Linked DNA regions of Mus musculus: region 2 is linked to region 1. A link is a contact called in public promoter capture Hi-C data. All regions are on one chromosome and are shown on one strand. The core of a region is the stretch at or near the end of the contact, and the rest is flanking DNA. Distances in the headings are between cores, read along the strand shown. Region 1 holds the start of Pacsin3 (protein kinase C and casein kinase substrate in neurons 3). Region 2 holds the start of Mapk8ip1 (mitogen-activated protein kinase 8 interacting protein 1).

Region 1 (2,951 bases), core at 279-2,778:
GCTGCCCCCAACCCGTTCCTTCTCCCTGGCCCCAGAACAGAGCAGGCTGTGTGTGCAGTGCTGGCACAGCTCCCTCAGGCCTCACAGAGCAAACACTAGCTGGAGCCCCAGGCACAGGCAGGCCCGGCACCCCGGCTTCATCGAGCTCTTGGGGTGGACCTGGCACCTTGGGCCCTGTTGAGGAGGATTGGCATCTTGTGCCTCCTGACATTAGCAGAGACCCACATCTGAGTGAACACATCCTACCACAGCAAGAGGTCAGAGAGCAAGAACAGGTAGTTAAAATCTTTCCAGCCCAGGCTCTCCACTTAGCCTGTCAGAAGGCTTCTGGGACACTGGCAGGGTCTCTTCCCAGCCGCTAGTGCTGAACTGGGAGTTCTGGGCTTCAGGACAGAGCCCACTCTCCCCACCTGAGCTCCAAAGGTTTCTGCCTTGTTCCTTTCTTACACATAAGCCAGCCCCCACCCTTTTCCAGTAGCTGGGGACACAGGCCTGGAAGAGAGCAAAGCTATCCTGCCCAGCCCAGTCCTGTGTCCTGAGTCACAGGCTGCGCCCAAGGGCTTCCCCAGCAGCCTCTCCCAGTCAGCCTGTAGACTTGGATTTAGAGGTGCAGGAGGGTCTGGCTGCTGAACCAGAGAGGGGCGCTTAAAATCAAGAGACTGGCACAGTCTTTTGGAAGGATGGGGGAGGGGGTGGCTCAAAGAAAGGGGGAGGAGGCAGAGCCAGGGAGGGGCATAACAAAGGGGCACTTTTGGAAACCCGACCTGCCGGCTGAGGTGCCTGCTCGCTGATGACGCACTCCTAACCTCCACACCAAATCACAGAACTCAGGGGCTGCCGGTCTTTGGCCTCCACCCTTATAGACAGCGCCACCCGACAAACCACCTCCGGATCCCAGAAGGCTCGGTGTTGAACAACTCCAAGCCGGTGGAGCCAGCCACAGGATAGGCATAGCCAGGCCTAGACATGGAGGCTCTAGGACTTCTTGGACAAACTTGTTGAACTTGGTCTCGGTGGGGAGGTGGGGCCAGCTGGTTACTGCAGCGGGGAAGGGGCGCTGCCTACTAGGGTTAGCCATACAGATAGTGGCGCGAAGGGGCGGGGGGCGGGCTTTTTACAGAGGCCCCTTCTAGGACTTCAGAACGGGCGCAAGGAGAGCAGTTGGGGACCCTCTAGGCACCCTGAGAGATGATTTGCTCCTCCAGCTGGACGCCCCATTTCCCCTGGCTGGCCTGAAGAAACGCCTAATTAGCGTAGGAGATGAGATGGCCTTGCGCTCAGTGGCAGCCAATGGCCGGGGTCTCCGGCGCGGGAGTCCGTCCCATTGCCAACTTCAGGAGTCGAAGGACCAAAGAGCAAGCTAGAGCCACCATGCCGCCGCCGTGCCCCCCAGCTCCCCCTCCAAAGCACTCACCGTGTCCTCTCAGGGGCCCTCGGTGGGTTAGGGGGATCTGGCCACGCTCAGTTCGGAGTCCTACCACTCCCGGGTCCGGGCCACCGCCTCCTGGAGCGCTTCGGGCCCTCCCCCGGGAAGCCCGGCCCCCCGGGCCCGCCCTCTCCGCGGAGCCGCCGCCCCAACCCCACCGACAGCATCCCCGCAGCGGGGACTGCAGGCATCCCTGCGCCAGGTGGCTCGGGATGCGAGCCATAGGATCTGCTCCCCGGGTGCAGAGAAAGCTGGAGCCAATAGTCTAAGGAGGTGCAGCGAGGCTACCAGAGAGCTGTGAGCTTTGTCGCTCTCCGACCTTTCCAGAGACTAGGAGGCCGGTGGGAATGAGCGGGAACTTGCACACTAATCATTAGGGTGGAATTCGGGGACAAAACTGAGGGGGCATTCTTTGCTGAGAGCACCTAGAAAGTTAGAGGTTAGCTACAGGGAGACAGATTCATAACCACCCACTCCTTGTAACCTTGAATGAGGGTTAGAGATACCTTCAGCGGTTATCTGCCCAAGATCTCTAGTCCGGCCGAAGCGAGACTAGAAAAGCCATGCCTACCTAGAGCAGCTCTGCTTGCAGCTTTAGCGCGCATTCCGAGACCTGAGACAAACACGCGGTGGGAGTGGGACAAAAAAACACGAACTCCTCCCCCTCCGTGTTCACGGTTTCAGATTTTCTATCTCAACATATCTTTAAATCCCTTGGTCTCACCTCCTAGTTCAATGTAGACTTTTTCCGAATCGTCTCGATGCCACCCCACCCTAAATAGATCCCTTCTTCACTGCTCCACCCCCAGCCTCTCGGGATTTCAGAGCTTGTGGGTCTGTTATTTATATTCACTGGAGCGGTCCAAGAATGTTCTGAGGCTGACCTAATCTCCACCTGCTCGGCTTCTCCGCCCCTCCTGCTCTCTCCTGAGCCGGGTGACCCCGCAGCGGTGCCCCTGACCCGAGAGACAGGAGGGAACGCGGGCCAGCGGGGTCCCAGGCCTCTGGTGCTCAGGGGTCCTGGAGTCACAGTTCGCTCCGGGTTGGAGAGCCCAAGGGACCGCCCCTTAGGGGACCGTGCGCGCTCTGGGAAGCAACCGGCCTAGCTGCTCTCTATCCAGCACGCACATTTCCAACCCAGCCCCCTCCACGCCCTTAGAAGTGTGAGTACGTGCGCGCGCGGATTTTTTAAAAGACAACTTTAAAAATAACAAAATCGTGTTGTTTCTAAATCTGGAAGGAATCACTGACGTGTGTTCTTTGCTCAGTAGAGTCCACTCACAAAATGGGAAGAGGGGCGGCTGAGGATAACAACGGTAACTTAGGAGTGACACCAGCTGCTGGGGGCTGACTTAGGAGCGTGAAATGGTCTCCTTTAGTTGCCTGTGTTGTCTCAAAGACGAGCATCACCCGTGGCCTGAGGACTCTGGCCGCGCGCGTTGTAGCAAATCTCAAATAGGAGATTTGAAACCTGAGGATGTGGTTTCTGAAACCAATTTCAACTCCCACTCTCTTAAGGCTTGGG
Region 2 (2,951 bases), core at 187-2,686, 1.1 Mb before region 1:
TAGGTGCCTACGCTTCTTGCTGGAAAGGGGAAGGAGGCAATCAAGTTTGCACAGACTGTAGAACATTGGTCTGTCCTGCTCCATTTATGTGAAGGGCAGGGTCTGTGGCCAGAGGTGACCTGGCAGGGAGGCTCTCTGAGCCACCAAAAACGGGGACTCGAGTCTTGGTAAACGGTGTTGTGTGAGAAAACCCAATAGAGAACCAGGAAGAAAGCACAGCTAGACCCAGAGTGGGTGCAAGGAACAGAAGCAACCACAAAGCTCTCAAGAATCCGGCCCTGGGGATGAGGAAGGTCCTAGGCCTTAGGGTAGGAGAAGCCAGTTCAGGACTGTGTGAGTGCAAAAGGGGTGCTAGATAGAAAACGCAGTGGGAAGACAGGTGCTGAGAACTGGGCACAGGAGTTCACACTAATCCCCCAGTTTAGCAGGAGACTCAAGAAGATTGTCATCAGTTCTTAGTCAGCTGAGGCTACATGGTAACTTCCAGGACAAACTGGAAATGAAAGAAAAACAAGTGATGGGGTAGTCCTGGCATACAGAGGCTTCACAGGGCTAAGAAACCAAAAGCATCACTCAGGTTATCAGGGGTGGTCAGGGCTCAAGGGGGTCTTTGCTGAAGGAGGCAGAGGCAGGAGGATCACGAGTTGGAGGCCAGCTTGGGCTACACATTTTTAGGCCGGGCATGGTGGCGCACGCCTTTAATCCCAGCACTTGGGAGGCAGAGGCAGGCGGATTTCTGAGTTCGAGGCCAGCCTGGTCTACAGAGTGAGTTCCAGGGCTATACAGAGAAACCCTGTCTCAAAAATCAAAACAAAACTAAAGGGTGGGTCTTGATAGAGGTGGCCTTCAGAGATTTCTGCGGGAGGTGATCCCAGTGCACAGGTGGGTGTTCCCAGCTCCCAGGGACAAGTATTTCTATCGTTTTTCTTCCTCCCCATGCTCATGGAGGGCTCATATTCCATTTCACACATGGGAAAGACAAGCCTTGGAACTATGAGGTCACTAATGCAATTCTCCACTGCCTGTTCACTTGTGGAACCAAGCTGTGGTCTTAGGTCACCTGGCCCCATAGCTGACTGCTCTTGGACCCCACTCCACCACCATCTCTCCTTTCTCAGCCATCTTCTGTAACCCTTTTCCTACCCCAGTTGCTGTGGAAGGCCAAAGACGGACTTGGGGAGCAGGATCTTGCCATCCGCTGATGCCCTCGATCTAGGTCCAGCTCTGAGGAGAGCAAAGCTTTGCCAGTGCTTGGAATGTCCCTGGGATGTGTAGGGAGGCCGAGGGGACCCAGGGCCACGGGATCGAAGCGTCAGCACTTCGGAGAGCGCCGGGGCGGGGCGGGGCGGGGGCGGGGCCACAAGACCCCAGCCGGCCCGGGGGCGCGCGCGGGGCGCTCTCGCGGGGGCCGCAGGCGAAGCGGCGCGCTGTCCGGAGCCGCGCCCGCCCCAGCTCAGTCCGAACCCCGCGGCGGCGGCGGCCTCCTCCACGCGCCTCCGCTGCTGCCGCCGCCGCCGCCGCCGCCGCCTCCCGCGCCGCTCTCCGCCCGGATGGCCAGGGCTGCACCCCGGAATGGCGGAGCGAGAGAGCGGCCTGGGCGGGGGCGCCGCGTCCCCACCGGCCGCTTCCCCATTCCTGGGACTGCACATCGCGTCGCCTCCCAATTTCAGGTAAGGATCGAGGCCCGGAACCTCGGGATCCTTGGAGACCCTGAGGGCGGCGTCCTTTCCCGGCCGAGCCCCCAGCCCCCACAACCTCCAGTCCAGGTTGGTGGCCACCGCGTGGCCCCCCGCAGCTCCTTCTGCCATTCCGTGTCATGGGGTGGGGTGATTGAGGTGGATCTGGGGCAGGAACCTGGGAGGTCGCCTTTCCCCTCCACCTTGGCGGGAGTGGGTCTGGGGTTTGGATGGAATTCCCGGTGCAGCAATCCGCCCAGACTTTATCCTGCCGCGTTCAAGGTATCTAACCCAAGGTGGAAGTAGGCTAAGGGGTTGGGGGCCCAGAGGCCCCAATTCAAAACCCTTGGTCCTTTAAGAAGAGTCGTGAACCCCTCTCCCAGCTAGCTTGGCCAGATGGGTCAGATTGCTAGGCGATCTTGGACAGGGTCTTCTGAATTTGGGCAGCTCCCTGGTCAGTTGTATCTCAGGACAGGTGCAGAAGGATTGGCCTCAACCAGTGAAACCCAATTTGCTTGAGGGAGGGGAATCTGCCTGTGGATATCCAGGGATACTGTTGGGGGGTCCCCACTGTGTAAAGACTCAGGACACCGAACTGAGCTCCTCTTTGACCCACCCCTCCATCTGATGTTAGACCAGGTGAATGAATTTCAGAGATGTAAGGCATGATGTGTTGAACCGGTGACTGTCCTCTCTTCACCTTTTCACACACATACACACATACACACACACACACACACACACACACACACACACACACACACACACAGAGAGAGAGAGAGAGAGAGAGAGAGAGAGTGACGAAGAAGAGAAGGGTGTCACTGCTCCAGAATGTAGAAGCTGAGACATACCTCATTGTTTCCCCATCAGGAGCAGGCGCCTTTCTCTCTCCTGGGACCCTTGCTCCAGCCAGGCCCCAGCTGGGCTCTGGCGCCAAGTTGTCATCTATTGAAGGGGTCTCTAGCTCCCAGGTCCTCAGGTGGGCAGACACACACACACACACACACACACACACACACACAGACACACACACACACACACACACACACACACACACACACACACACACACACACGATCTTAAATGGTATGATCAGGCCCTGAATCCTCCAAGGAGGCCCTAAACCCAGCTGAGAGAACCAGAAGGAGGGGGCCAGAGGATGGTTCCAAACCTGAGGAAAGCCTCCAGGCTAATGCTTCAGATTCTCCCTGGTAGGTCAGGCCTTTGCAGGGGAAGAGAATTAGCTGCGAGGGACAGAGGTTCGAATCCTGTTTC

What was found. Promoter capture Hi-C pulls out the DNA fragments that hold promoters and counts their contacts.
Region 2: a promoter capture Hi-C map of liver shows a contact between it and region 1, with 4 times the contacts expected there. The contact joins the promoter of Mapk8ip1 here to the promoter of Pacsin3 in region 1. A contact is called at or near these places in 2 of 39 promoter capture datasets (embryonic stem cells and liver) and 2 of 9 other capture datasets (adipose tissue and liver).

What each region holds. Positions count from the first base shown.
Region 1 is chr2:91,255,390-91,258,340 of GRCm38.p6, reverse strand. Pacsin3 (protein kinase C and casein kinase substrate in neurons 3) reads right to left here and starts at 1,528. Exons shown (of 11, transcript NM_001289678.1): 1 at 1,415-1,528.
Region 2 is chr2:92,399,748-92,402,698 of GRCm38.p6, reverse strand. Mapk8ip1 (mitogen-activated protein kinase 8 interacting protein 1) reads left to right here and starts at 1,436. Exons shown (of 12, transcript NM_011162.5): 1 at 1,436-1,670. The coding sequence starts at 1,573.